Linked DNA regions of Bombyx mori: region 1 is linked to region 2. A link is a contact called in public Hi-C data. All regions are on one chromosome and are shown on one strand. Each heading gives the region's core, a stretch centred on a gene start, on an enhancer-like site or on the middle of the called end of the contact. The rest is flanking DNA. Distances are from core to core; before and after follow the strand shown.

What was found. Hi-C and Micro-C count contacts between places; a contact is called where the count stands out from the background.
Region 1: a contact with region 2 is called in a Hi-C map of posterior silk gland, with 1.7 times the contacts expected there. The contact joins the promoter of Mpk here to the promoter of LOC101738717 in region 2. A contact is called at or near these places in 2 of 7 Hi-C or Micro-C datasets (middle silk gland and posterior silk gland).

The regions. Positions count from the first base shown.
Region 1 is chr21:9,489,845-9,496,910 of ASM3026992v2, reverse strand. It overlaps Mpk (phosphomevalonate kinase), which reads right to left and starts at 5,665. Exons shown (of 4, transcript NM_001046680.1): 1 at 5,639-5,665; 2 at 5,347-5,451; 3 at 4,028-4,224; 4 at 2,960-3,505. The coding sequence starts at 5,426. The coding sequence ends at 3,222. It overlaps LOC134200870 (a long non-coding RNA gene), which reads left to right and starts at 5,928. Exons shown (of 2, transcript XR_009975963.1): 1 at 5,928-6,058; 2 at 6,132-6,706. LOC119630124 (a long non-coding RNA gene) reads left to right here. Exons shown (of 3, transcript XR_005245926.2): 3 at 4,292-5,341.
Region 2 is chr21:8,652,279-8,658,880 of ASM3026992v2, reverse strand. It overlaps LOC101738717 (heterogeneous nuclear ribonucleoprotein M), which reads right to left and starts at 3,680. Exons shown (of 14, transcript XR_009975948.1): 1 at 3,262-3,680; 2 at 2,780-2,972; 3 at 1,627-1,789; 4 at 1,221-1,293; 5 at 952-1,069; 6 at 494-640; 7 at 69-413. It overlaps LOC101738583 (integrator complex subunit 3 homolog), which reads left to right and starts at 4,838. Exons shown (of 5, transcript XM_021350291.3): 1 at 4,838-5,069; 2 at 5,237-6,602. The coding sequence starts at 4,995.

The sequences.
Region 1 (7,066 bases), core at 4,416-6,915, 840 kb before region 2:
GGATTCATTTTATTAAAAACTAACGTAACCCGCTGACTATTACTAATAACTATGACTAATTGTATGAAAAAGATCTCCAATCATCTTCTCGCGCGCCACCTGTCGTATATTGATATTATTACAACTCCAACCTTTCTCAGGGCGCCAACAATAGTTGCGTAAGCACAATGGCATGAATGGCTTAAAACGCATAGAGGAAAAACATTTGTGGCTGTAACCATCATGGAACAGATATTTGACACCCCGATCACCCTCTTCGGCCAACCTATACCCTGAGCCAGGAAGGTCAAGTACCTGGGTGTCACCCTGGATGCATCCATGACATTCCGCCCGCATATAAAAACAGTCCGCGACCGTGCCGCATTTATTCTCGGGAGACTCTATCCCATGATCTGTAAGCGGAGTAAAAAGTCCCTTCGGGACAAGGTGACACTTTACAAAGCTTGCATAAGGCCCGTCATGACTTATGCGAGTGTGGTGTTCGCTCACGCGGCCCGCACACACATAGACACCCTCCAATCCCTACAATCCCGCTTTTGCAGGTTAGCCGTTGGAGCTCCGTGGTTCGTGAGGAACGTTGACCTACACGACGACCAGGGCCTCGAATCAGTCCAGAAATACATGAAGTCAGCGTCGGAACGGTACTTCGATAAGGCTATGCGTCATGATAATCGCCTTATCGTTGCCGCCGCTGACTACTCCCCGAATCCTGATCATGCAGGAGCCAGTCACCGTCGACGCCCTAGACACGTCCTTACGGATCCATCAGATCCAATAACCTTTGCATTAGACATCTTCAGCGCTAGCACTAGGAGTAGGCTTAGGAACCCCGGTAACCGTACTCGTCGAAATCGACAAAGAGGTCGACGTGCAACCTATACCCATGCATCAGCCCGCTGAGTTTCTCGCCGGATCTTCTCAGTGGGTCGCGATTCCGATCCGGTAGTAGATTCATTCGCGAAGCAGCTGCTCTTGAGCTGTTAGGTCTCCTTCGGAGGCGCTCGGGTAGCTGTTAGCATATCTCACCTCTCCTGGCTGAGCCTTTGCTCGCCCACCTGTCCTGGTGAAACTCGAAAGGGCCACCAGTAATCTATCAATCATAAAATATATATATATATATATATATATTTGACAGATATCTTAATCTCGCTAACGACATTTTCAAGATAAGCTGACATATACCTATTTATACTTACAAGTTCTACAATTAGTGGTAGGACTTCTTGTGAGTCCGCACGGGTAGGTACCACCACCCTGCCTATTTCTGACGTGAACCAGAATTGCGTTTCGGTTTGGTGGGGCAGCCGTTGTACTATAAAAACGAGACCTGACCTGAGACCTTAGAGCTCATGTCTCGAGGTGGGTGGCGACATTTACGTTGTAGGTGTCTCTGGGTTTCCCTAACCACTTAACCCCAGGTGGACCGTGAGTTCGTCTACACATCTAAGTAATAACAAATTTAAAAAAAAGAATTCGAACGTCAACATTCCGCTCGCTGCAAAAACTTTACTTTGTCGTTGCTCCTAAACATTAAAACAATCATTAAACATAAAAAAAATTTGGTCCATTGTGGCTGGTCATTTTTATCACTCGATTTTTTTAAATCAAGTTTGCTCTGGTTCTACTGTAAGGTGGCCGAGATTATTATGGTTGAGTATTTTAAAAATATTGTTTTGGTCCAAACCGGCGCCTTTGAAATTAATGGGGCAAAGTCAATAAACAAATAAAACCGGAATAAACGGTCAGGAGCATCCAAAATTATGTATTTACTATCTGAATCGACAGCTCTTGCAGAAAGAAGCTTTCCAATATTTAGATAAATGCTAAGATGTCATTTACATTAAATATTGAAATGTGAATAATTGAACACTGACTTCATGTCAGAAAAAGTTAGAAATAACATTAAAGACGTCTTGTTATTTAGGGTTTTTTTTATTAAAGAAAGGTGTATATTTAATATCTTAAATGACTCTCTGAATACAGTTTTTGCAAAATCCTTTAAATGTTTTTCTTTAATTGTCACTCCTCCTGTTATTACCCCTTCAGCAATTGGTAGACAAAAAATACAGAGATGATAGAATCCAGAATGCTGGCAACATCACTTCTATTACTGTAATTCCTTTTTTTTTCTGAAAGTAATTCGACTCTTTCTATTAATATATGTATTTTCTCGTCCTGATGTCATGTTCGTGGATTGTTGTATGAAATTTTCATATGTGGGTATATTTTTTGTTTGTGAATCCGATTATTGGCACAGACGAAAGAAAAACATCAGTAGTTTGGTCATATTTACGCCGATATATATCACGTCGAGTATTTTAGAACCAGTGTGTTTAGTGCGAGTTTTTTAACGTTCTGAGATAGCGTAAAAATTAACTCAAGTTTGGAACAGCGCCCCTAGCGGCAACGGTAGGGGAGCGTTCCAACTCCATACTTTGAGTTAACTTTTACGCTATCAATAATGTTAAAAAACTCGCACTAAGAACACAATACACAATTTAACTTTTGGATTATCGATAAAAAACCGTTATTTTTGGGATGGTTCTGCTGATCCCCCTAGGATGGATTGTACACCAAAAACCATACATTTCACTAAGTGAATGCTGTCATAACTTGAGACAAAAGGACGAAGTCTCAACTATATTGGATAACAGTTGTCCCACACTTCTAATCAGAACGGATGAAATATAGAATACATTATGACAACATTTTACACTGAACGACCTCGAATTTACTCCTATATGATAATTGCCAGAAACATAGTACAGGCAAACGAGACAACAAATACATCTCAGATCAATTATGTATTTATTTACCATTTATGTTATTTTACAAAGAAAATCAAATGATGCACATCGTGGGACCATCTGTTAGCTTTTTATGTAACCATTTTTGAAAACGTAAATTACTCTACGGATATGCTAAACTCTTTATTAATATAAATGAAACAAAACTATGCCAAAATATAAATTTACTCTTTAAACAATGTCTATAACCATGCACTATATTGTAAAGCTAGTTTTGAAATTGTAAAATAAAAAACGGAAGCGACTATGTTTTAAAATTCGACAACAGATGGCGCTTATTTCATCAATATACTTTTATTTAAAAAACATAAATCTCATGCCACCACAAAAGTAACAATAAAATTAACTTATTCCGGCTAATTTTATTGTTTTGCAAATAATTTAGCAAACACAACCATTTATTATGCATTTAAATCATAAATTAGACACTAATTTTAATATGCTATCCAACTGCTCTTCTAAAGAATCCCTTCCTTCTCCATTGTTAACCACCACATCCCAATCATTGTAATCATCCAAATCACATTCTGAAGTGGCATCATCAACTCCAACCTGGAATTGAAAGCCTCTTTCCTTTCTAGTTCGATCGTCTGCAGTTATTCTCACTGTTCGGATGATGTCCCCATATGTCTCCTTGAACCAGCGTATATCTGTCTTACGTCTAATGTCACTTACAATCCACACCGGTTTAATGGCAGCTGAAATAGAATAGTTTTGTAATTTGAATAGATATACATACTATTGAATTAAAAAAGAAATCCTTAAGTTTGTTTCTGCCTCTCTCAGAAAGGGTTCACTTCAAACTTTACAGAGCATTGAATTTTAACAGAAGGGTTTGTTTGTATTTTAAATCCTAGAGTTTCAACAACTCAGTGTTTTTCACACAATTAGCATTAGTAGTAATGGTAGAGCATGACCAAGATTCACTAGGTAATAGAACATTATTATTTTTTAACTTTGGTGACTAGTTAGATTTCGTACAAGCGAGCGAGAAACTGTATTTGTAAGATAAGTATTGTTAAGAATAAGTTTGTAAGTTATATGAGTAAATTAGGATGCTTTGGTTGTGCTGTATTATTTATTAATTAATCTTATCCGTTTGATAATATAAAGTCCACTTCTCTTGTGGTTGAAGTAAACAGTTTTAAATATTTGCTTTCAACTAAGTTCAAACTGTTTTTATGTTTATGTGAAAGTTATCATAATATATTTAAGCTTACCATTTTCACAAGCTGCTTTACAAAAGCATCCATAATCTTTGTTTCGCATTTCCTCACTCCATTTTATCATCTCCAGTCTGTATTGTTCCTTATATTCACCCTCACTGAGCAATTCGTTCAAATTCAAATTTTTCTCTTTAGCCCAATGAGTCTTGATAGGTTGAGATATTTTAATTATTTCACACTTATCTGCTAAACTAAGGAACAAATAAGCAGGTCATAATTAAAATTTACTTTGTTAAATTTCATGGTGCTTAATTACAGATATAAGAAAAAAGAAGTTTTTTTGCACACCTTGAAAGAATGAAATAAATAACAACAGATTAGATGTGCAATCACAATAATAGATGGTTTTTTCGCTAAAAGCAATCTCTTCCCAGCAACAACTTAAGGTACAAAATGTGAAAATATATATTCTACTATGATTTTAACAAGTTGAACTCCATGTCCACAGCATACTTTTCCTTAGAGCCGAACCAATATATTAAGAATCCTACAAAAATTGTTGTATTTTTTTGCAAACAGTGTCAAAAAATAACACAAAAAAATGGGTAATTTATGGAAACAGTGACTACACATTATTTTTTTGACAGGCACACAGTGTCCATCACGACTCCCTGGATCTGACTTTTTGGTAATGACAGGGTATCCGCAATGGCCCATTAGCCTAAACAAGGCTGGTGTAGCATTCAACATGTTAATTTAATCATATAAACTGTAGATCTTTAATGAACTTTATAATCTGAAAAGAGTAAGTGGGAGGCTTTGTAATTGAAACTGTTCATCATCAGGTGGATAAGGTTTTTCAAATAGGCTAAATATGTGCATAAAGTCTGCAACCTAATGGTGTTAGAAACTACTCATATATACCACAGAGTTAACAGTCACCAACTTTAAGACATGAAGTCTAAATCTCAATCGATTGTCTCATGATGGTCTCGTCTGCCCACCTAAATGTATTACTGCTCTATGGCAGGAATAGCATCTGTGCAGAGTGTAAAAAGCATCTTGGTACCAAAATTTAAATTATATTTCAAACATTGATAAACAACAAACATTAATAAACACAAACTGTGTGTAAATTTTTAGAATATTCTGTATTTTACATGAAGCTTGTAAATATTTTAAGAAGCAGCAGTTATAAGCAAATAAATAATTCATTGGAGATTGGAATCACACATCCTGTTTATACATTGTTCAATTTTGAAGTTTGTGACTTTACATTAAGATTTGGATTATGAAAAAAGACATGTATTACAAATTTTAAAAATTAATCAGGGGAACAGGAAATTTTAATAAAAGTATGTAGGTAAACTTACATGTGTCTTAAATGATCAGTCAAAAAGTCTTTTCCAGACTTCCTTTTACCACTGAATAACAAGATAATTTTTGGAGACATCTTCCCGAAAATCAACAGGAACAGGCTTAAATGAAAAGTATTTTTATAATGTAAATGTTGTCCGAAATGGAACTTGTTTGTTTTTTAGATTCACAGTAATAGATTTGTTGATTTCACACAGAATCAACCTAAATAATAGAATAATTATATTATACATCAATGTACCAACAAAAACATCGATAGAAAAACGAAATATACTTATTGATAATTACCCTTTATTTGATTTGTTTATTTGTGTTTTGATTTATTTTGCTACCTACCTATTTGACATAGAAGTAAAACGACACCTGTAATCTGTAAAATCGGGAACGCGGCTGTCGTTGTCAATGTCAAATTTACAATCCTAGCAACAATCTTTTCCATAAACAGTTTTTGACAGGTTCGTTTACATGTATTAAGTACGGTGGTGAATTGTTCAAGTGGATTACTACAAAATTTTTAGCGTCTTTGTTTTATTTAAAATGTCAGTAAGATGTTCCACAACTTTAGTTCGCATTCAAGGAGCCATTTCACTGAAACGACTTTTATTTAGGTCTTGGTAACTAAAGATCAACTCACGAAATTGGGAATACTCATAAAAACTCCCGAGGTAAACTCGATAAGAACTGAACTGCAGCTTTTTTTAAGGACTGGTCTGTCTTCCTAGAAACTTAAGTGTATAATCTATGCTAGAAACAATTCGATTAAATAAGGCAACACTTTTAGGAGAAAACTCAGATATTCATTTGGGCCAATGGACTTTGTATCCGGCTAATAAATAAATAAATAATAAATAAAAATAAAAAACTCAGATACGTCTCAAGGCAAGCTCTGGACTGGCACCCCAGTACCAAGCCACCTGAGGCGAACCTGGCAGCGGAGATGAAGACAATCTGGTTAGCCGGAACCGAAGTAAAGCGCATAGCCGAAGACCGATCGGTATGGCTTCTTCTTGAAGCCTTATGCCTCACCTGGAAGCTTTATATCCTTAAACAACAACAACAAATCAGGCAATACTCTACAATTGCACCCATTTAAGTTGAGTTTTTTGCAATTACAATTAGACACAAGAAAATACTGAATTAAATAAATAAAAATTGACTGATTACTTCTTATTTCCATGTATGAATGGGCTCAAAATTAAATAAACCACTATTTGTCATTATTAGAACTATTATTAATATTAAGTTTATTATGCTACTAACAACATGTAAACCGATCCCCTTTGCATGCAGACTCATTCGCATTAGTTTTCAACAAAATAAGTAGGTAAATAAAGTTTTAGTTTAACAAAACTGAAATGTTTTTTTTTTATTTTTTTTTATTGCTTAGCTGGCTGGACGAGCTCACAGCCCACCTGGTGTTAAGTGGTTACTGGAGCCCATAGACATCGACATCGTAAATGCGCCTTGAGATATAAGTTGTAAGGTCTCAGTATAGTTACAACGGCTGCCCCACCCTTCAAACCGAAACGCATTACTGCTTCACGGCAGAAATAGGCAGGGTGGTGGTACCTACCCGCGCGGACTCACAGCAGGTCCTACCACCAGTAATTACGCAAATTATAATTTTGCGGGTTTCACTTTTATTACACGATGTTATTCCTTCACCGTGGAAGTCAATCGTGAACATTTGTTGAGTACGTATTTCATTAGAAAAAT
Region 2 (6,602 bases), core at 2,431-4,930:
TATCAAGACTCTAAAAAAATTTAATTCTATTTTATTTCTGTACATTATAAATTATATTTTATTCTCACCTGTAGGCCTAAGCCTCCACCAAGAGCACTGTTGGCATTCAAAGCATTCGCAGACAATCCAGATCCTAAACCATTCAATGCAACACCAGCCGCTGTTGGAACTGCACCCAAAACTCCAGCACCTATAGTAGGTGCTGTATTGGCCAAGTTCATGTTAGTTGTGTTGTTAGCCTGTGGTAAATTTCTAGCTACGTCACGTAAAGGCTCGCCATTCGGTCCTAGTCCCATGCCGATTCCTTTTAAGCCTTCAGGTAACCTAAGTTCTCCCTTGTCTGTTACTCCTCTGTCCATACGTACTGTCATTCTTCGTTCATACAACATTTGTTTATCAAACATTGAAATAGCCTAAAACAAAGTGAAATTTTAATTTATCTTTAAATTTATCTATACATTAATTTGTTTTATTATTTTTATTTAATTATTACCTGTACTGCTTCAACTGGGTGGTCATACTCAATGACAGCAAATCCTCTACTATTACCGTCTTTATCAACAGCCAAATCAATGTTACGTACTTTACCAGCCATTTTAAATACCTCCTTAATTTTGGCTTGGTCAGCTTTGTAATCCAGCTGAAATATTACAAATAACAACAACAATAAAAAAACAAATATAACATTTAGCAATTTGTTTACAAACATGTTCCGCAAGTAATAAAGACAAGAAGGGTACATTAAAACTGACCCAACTGTTCCAGGCATTCACACAGTAGGTTGAAGGTTCAAAGCTCAGAATGTTTATGTTTTCAACATTGTGTACATTATGTGTATAAGTACATAATCACAATTGCTAATATGTTAGCAAACAGAAGCAATGTTAATTGCATGAGTGAAGGACGTACTTAAGCTACTTGATTGAAAGCAAAGGTTGATAAAAAACTTACATTTGCCACAAACACTTTCTTCACTAAAGGAGGTTGAACATTGATAGATTCCAAAAATTGTAAACTTAATCCATATGTGTTTAAATTCTCTGGTTCTCTTGGCTTATTAATTCCCCAACTAGAAACAAATACCACTTTAGACAGTATTTCTACTTTTAAAAACTGATATGTTACTGTTTTATAATACTTTTTTAATTTCTTTTACTTAATTTAATCACTGAAGATTAATAGATTTTGAATTTACTAATTACACTAAATATAGCACTTACTTGTCTTTGTCATCTCTATTATTTCTCCCTTCTCTATGTTGTGGTCTAGAAGTGTGCATTCTTCTTTCATTTCCTAAAAATGCAAAGTATGTATCAATTATTCTGATTTGCTGGAATAGACGACAGATCAATATCAACAATGCTAAACAAACTATTAAAATTACAGACTAATTTGCTCAACATCTCAGCTACAAATTTGAATATAATTATTAATAAGGAAAATGAAAAGTCATGTTTTCATAATTTAGTCAAATAATTGTTTTTCTTTTATAAAACTGGTTTATATGGAGCAATCATAACAGCAATGCAATTAAACAGAAGCACATTATTGCCAACTTAAATATGTAGCTTAAATGATATACACAGAGGTATCAATTATATAATAAAAAAAAATACAAATAATTACCAGTTTCTTCTTTTAGAACAAGTTTTCGTCCATTCAACTCATACCGATGCATCACAAATAGTGCCTTCTTCATTGCCTCTGTGTTTGTAAATTCAACAATACCACATCCTCTTGCTTTTCCACTGTCATCGGTCAACAATTCTACATAAGCCACATCTCCAACCTACAGAAATATTTTAATAATTATCATCAAACTTGGTTATTTAAATCTTCTTATGGAATTAATTGCTGTTTTTTCTTAGGTTGGTAATTATTAAATTTGTTTAAAATCATTTGGTACTTTAAACTTACATATATATATTTTTTTAATCTACTGTTATAAAACTACAGAAGAGAAGTACATTAACATTTGACAAAGTATTAGAATAAAATATTCAGACTGAGCAAACTTTAAATCACCATCTATATACATTTTTGTCACTCCTATTTTTCATACTTTTGTAACTACTAGCATCATACTAAAATTAATAGACCAATCTCAATAAAACTTTTAGTAAAATAACTATGAGAATTTCCATTAAATTTATCAAATCAAATCAAATGTTAATTTGCAACAATTGTATAATTGTCATACATAATGTTAAGCAGTTAGGATAGGCTGCATACATCTAGATGCAAATGCTGCTTTTCACTTCAAGACATGATATTGAAGTCTCAGTTGTATTGTACAATAGCTGTCCTGCCCTTAAAAGCATGCAATTGATTTGTGACAAGGCAAGATGGTGCCTGATTATTATTTATTTCTATATTTCTTGCTGTCATCAAAGAATTTAAAACCGTAAAAGTAGTTTTTTATAAGAAACAAATTTAGTATATAATTCCTTAATAAATCTACAAAGCCAATATCCACATCCTGCTTAACACAATATTAAGCATAAGGTCAGATTTCCATGATTGAACTTTTCAAGTCAAACATTTCTAATTATGATTGGTTGTAATGTTATATTTTTCTTTAAGTTATCATTTTTGGTTGAGTTGTCTTTATATTACAATCTAAAAGATAATACTCTAGTGAAATTATAAACAAACATCAACATGTATACAATTTAACAATAAGTAAATCCGACCTTAAGCTTCTTATATCACACACACGGTTACACAAATAGACACAAATCAAGCATTGGTCAATTAGATATTTTTAACCATTACATACTTTCTCTTTGAACAAATCTTTCAGTTCCGTCCAACGAAATTCGTATGGTATGTTTGATACAAATAAGCGCCTGCTCTCGGTGCGATCTCGGTCTGACGACCGGTCTCTGTTGGCGTCTGAGAACCTCGATGGCCTATCACCGCGTCTCGAGCGGTCGCGTTCTTTTTCTTTCTGAAGATCCATGTCACTAAAACTACGAAATTAATCAATAACTCTTAGAAAAGTACAAAAATTGTACACCGTAAAGATTAGCACAACGTTGGTGCCACCGGCTAAAAATTTCACGAATTTTAAGCTGATATAATTTAAGTTAGGTATTGCCGTAAACAGCAATCACATGATAATTTATGTAGGAACTCACGCGGAATTTATACTTGTTCAGAGTGCAAAGTACTATTTACAGTGGTAGTTGTATTTAGCTGTTGTAAGATTTGTAGCTACAAAATTACAAACCAAAGAAATTTTGGAATTTATGTAGGTACCTAGTCAAAACACGATGCACCTTGAAATTGAGTAGGGATAGCAAGCATTAAGGTTGACAATACAACGATTATTTAAATCGATATACACCAATAGGTTTTCTTTAAATTGAAGTACCTATCTTCCTTCCTTTCTGAGCCCGTGCTCTCCCAACCGCACAAGCGAAGCTAGAAAGGCTTTCGTACCAAATTATCTATCTTCTTCTTAAAAAAACAAGAGTAAAACCCGCACTTTTATTCAAATAAACCCGCACTTTTATTCAAATTTGGGGAAACAACCCTCTTTTACAGCCAAACGACATGCCCTGTGGTTTCACCACATTTCATTTCTATTTCATAAAGAATAAAACACGTTGCAGTTCCTCAAAAAAATCACTCTCTAGTACATAATTTAGTTTAGCTCTTAAACAGAAAATACCATGTGTCTAAAACATTACGATTTATCGATTTATTGCAGAATCGTGTTCGGTTAGAAGCGTTAACTAAACGATTAAAATGATATTTTCTTCACCGTTACAAAACGAACTGAAGAGATTCGAGAATTAATATCCTTATTAAGTACCGTACTATCAAATACGTAGGTAGCAAAGATGTTCTGCCAAGCTTGATACAGATGTCTTCTTCTTCTTCTTAATTTTGGCTCGGCACGATACAGATGTCACTAGCATTACACATAACAGGCGATAGGAAAATAGTATGCAAGGAAAACTTTTTAGTTTGTGGAACTATTTGCACAAACGCATGCCAATTAATATTGCATCCGAATGAAAAATGATTGTTAATGCATGTAGTTTACATTAATACGAAACTAAATGCGAAATTAACAATAATACGAAACTAAAACTTACAATTTTTTCAGAGACTTGTCACAGTTTAATGTAAACTCAATAAAGGCAATCGAATTCTACAGTATTTTAGCCATATTGCGCACAGAAGTTTTAACGATCTTTAGATTTTATTGATAGTAAAAGTAAAATGCTGCAAACCACAAGCGTTACTAAGTAATCAAAACCACAGCTACGGTTTTTAAAATTTGAATAGTACATAATAGATTATCCGACTATTCATTCATCATTAAAATAATATCGACCCTAACCGTAGTAGCAATATTTTCACCAGAACAATCCTCAACGTCATTTGCAAGCTGTGAACGTCCTGTGGACTATGGTATAATGTTTCTGACCGCTTAAAAAATGAACATGCAATTTGATTACTGGTGGTAGGGCATAATAAAAGCCCGCACGAGTTTAAATATCATCAAATTATTTTATCATCATACCTATCATCATCGTGCCTAAATATGCCGTGAAGTGGACATATTTCAGTTTTTACACCAATAAATAGTTATTTAATTTTAAAGTCTTCAAGTATTCTATGTTATTAGGCTACAGCATAAATATCGGTAGAACTTTTATGAGTTTGTTTGGTTCCGATAAATATTATTTCAGTGATTCATGTCGATTCTATCTCTAGTTATATATTTTTGTTAATGGTCACGTTCCAGTTTTACCCATAGAGCTTAGTAATCCAAAAGTACCACCTCTCTATTTAGGCAAGTAGTAAACTAGCGCACTCTCTCGGTTAATTCTCTTACTTCGATGGCTGTCACTTGTATACGCACACATTGATATGTTTGATTGTATTGCTTCATAAACATTTTTCGCCTACGATAGCCATGCAGGAGACAATCTGTGCTACGTTTTTGACAAAATAATTAGTTTTTAAATTCACATATTATGGAGCAGGCCAAATCTAATTCACCCAAACTATTTGTGAGCACCGCAATAGAAAATAAGGATGAAGTGGAAGAGGTACTTTTTAAAATTTCGTATTTTCAACAAAGAAACGTTAAGTCGGCCATGTAAAGCCATAACTTTCATTATTGACACTGGTGGCGCTGATGTGCAATTAGCGCGAAATTTCAAGTTAACACGAAATTAGTTCCACTTGTTATCATAATACTTTTTTTCCTTTTCAGAGGTACGAAAGGGCTTACAACTATTTTCAATCTCTTGTAGCGGACTGCACCGAAAAAGAAGCACATGACGCCCTTAATAACGCAGTCTGTAAAAATCATGAGGAAGTTTCAGTTGGCATGCTCATGTCTATACTTACAGAACCGCAGAATGCTACAAAATGTTACAGAGATCTTACACTTATAACCAGAGATGGACTAACGTGTGTGCTTAATAATCTATCCAATTTAATTTTAGAAAGGTACTTAAAGTTTTCGGACACTACAAGGAACCAATTAATGTGGCTAATAAAAGAGATGATTAGAAATGCAGTTACAGGAATAGATAATGTTTGTTGGAATTTAATGCGATACGCATCCGGAGGCGATATAACACCCAAAAATATTATATTAGTAGAATCTCTGTTGGACATGTTTATTGAACATAGAGGTTGGTTGGATAAGTTCCCTGTACTTATATGCATGGTTGTGTATACATACTTAAGGCTTGTAGAAGACCATAATATACCCCAGTTAATGAACCTAAGACAGAAAGAAGTTAACTTTGTTATCACTCTGATAAGGGAACGTTTTACTGATGTCTTATCTTTGGGAAGAGACTTAGTAAGACTGCTTCAAAATGTTGCTCGCATACCAGAGTTCAATCAGCTTTGGCAGGATATCTTGGTCAATCCCAAATCATTAAGCCCTACATTTACCAATGTGCTACAATTGTTACAAACACGAACATCTAGAAGGTATCTTCAGTCAAGATTAACTCCGGACATGGAAAGGAAATTAGTTTTTCTAACTTCACAAGTTCGGTTCGGTCACCACAAAAAGTATCAAGAATGGTTCCAGAGACAATATCTTGCCACACCAGAGTCACAATCACTAAGAAGTGATATGATAAGGTTTATTGTTGGAGTAATTCATCCCACTAATGAACTTCTCTGTTCTGATATAATTCCCAGATGGGCAGTGATTGGTTGGCTCCTTACAACTTGTACGTCAAATGTAGCTGCATCAAATGCTAAATTGGCCCTGTTTTATGATTGGCTTTTTTATGACCCTGAAAAAGACAACATTATGAATATAGAACCTGCCATCCTTGTTATGCACCATTCAATGAGATCACATCCAGCAGTGACTGCAACATTATTAGATTTCTTGTGTCGAATCATTCCAAACTTCTACCCACCATATGCAGAGAAAGTTAGACAAGGAATATTCAATTCCCTTCAACAAATAATTGAGAAAAGGGTTTTGCCAAATTTGCATCCTCTGTTTGACTCTCAAAAGTTGGACCGAGAATTGCGTTCCACTGTAAGAGAAACCTTTAAAGAATTTTGTACGAATGGGAATGGTGAAGGTGTATCTGGCATACGCG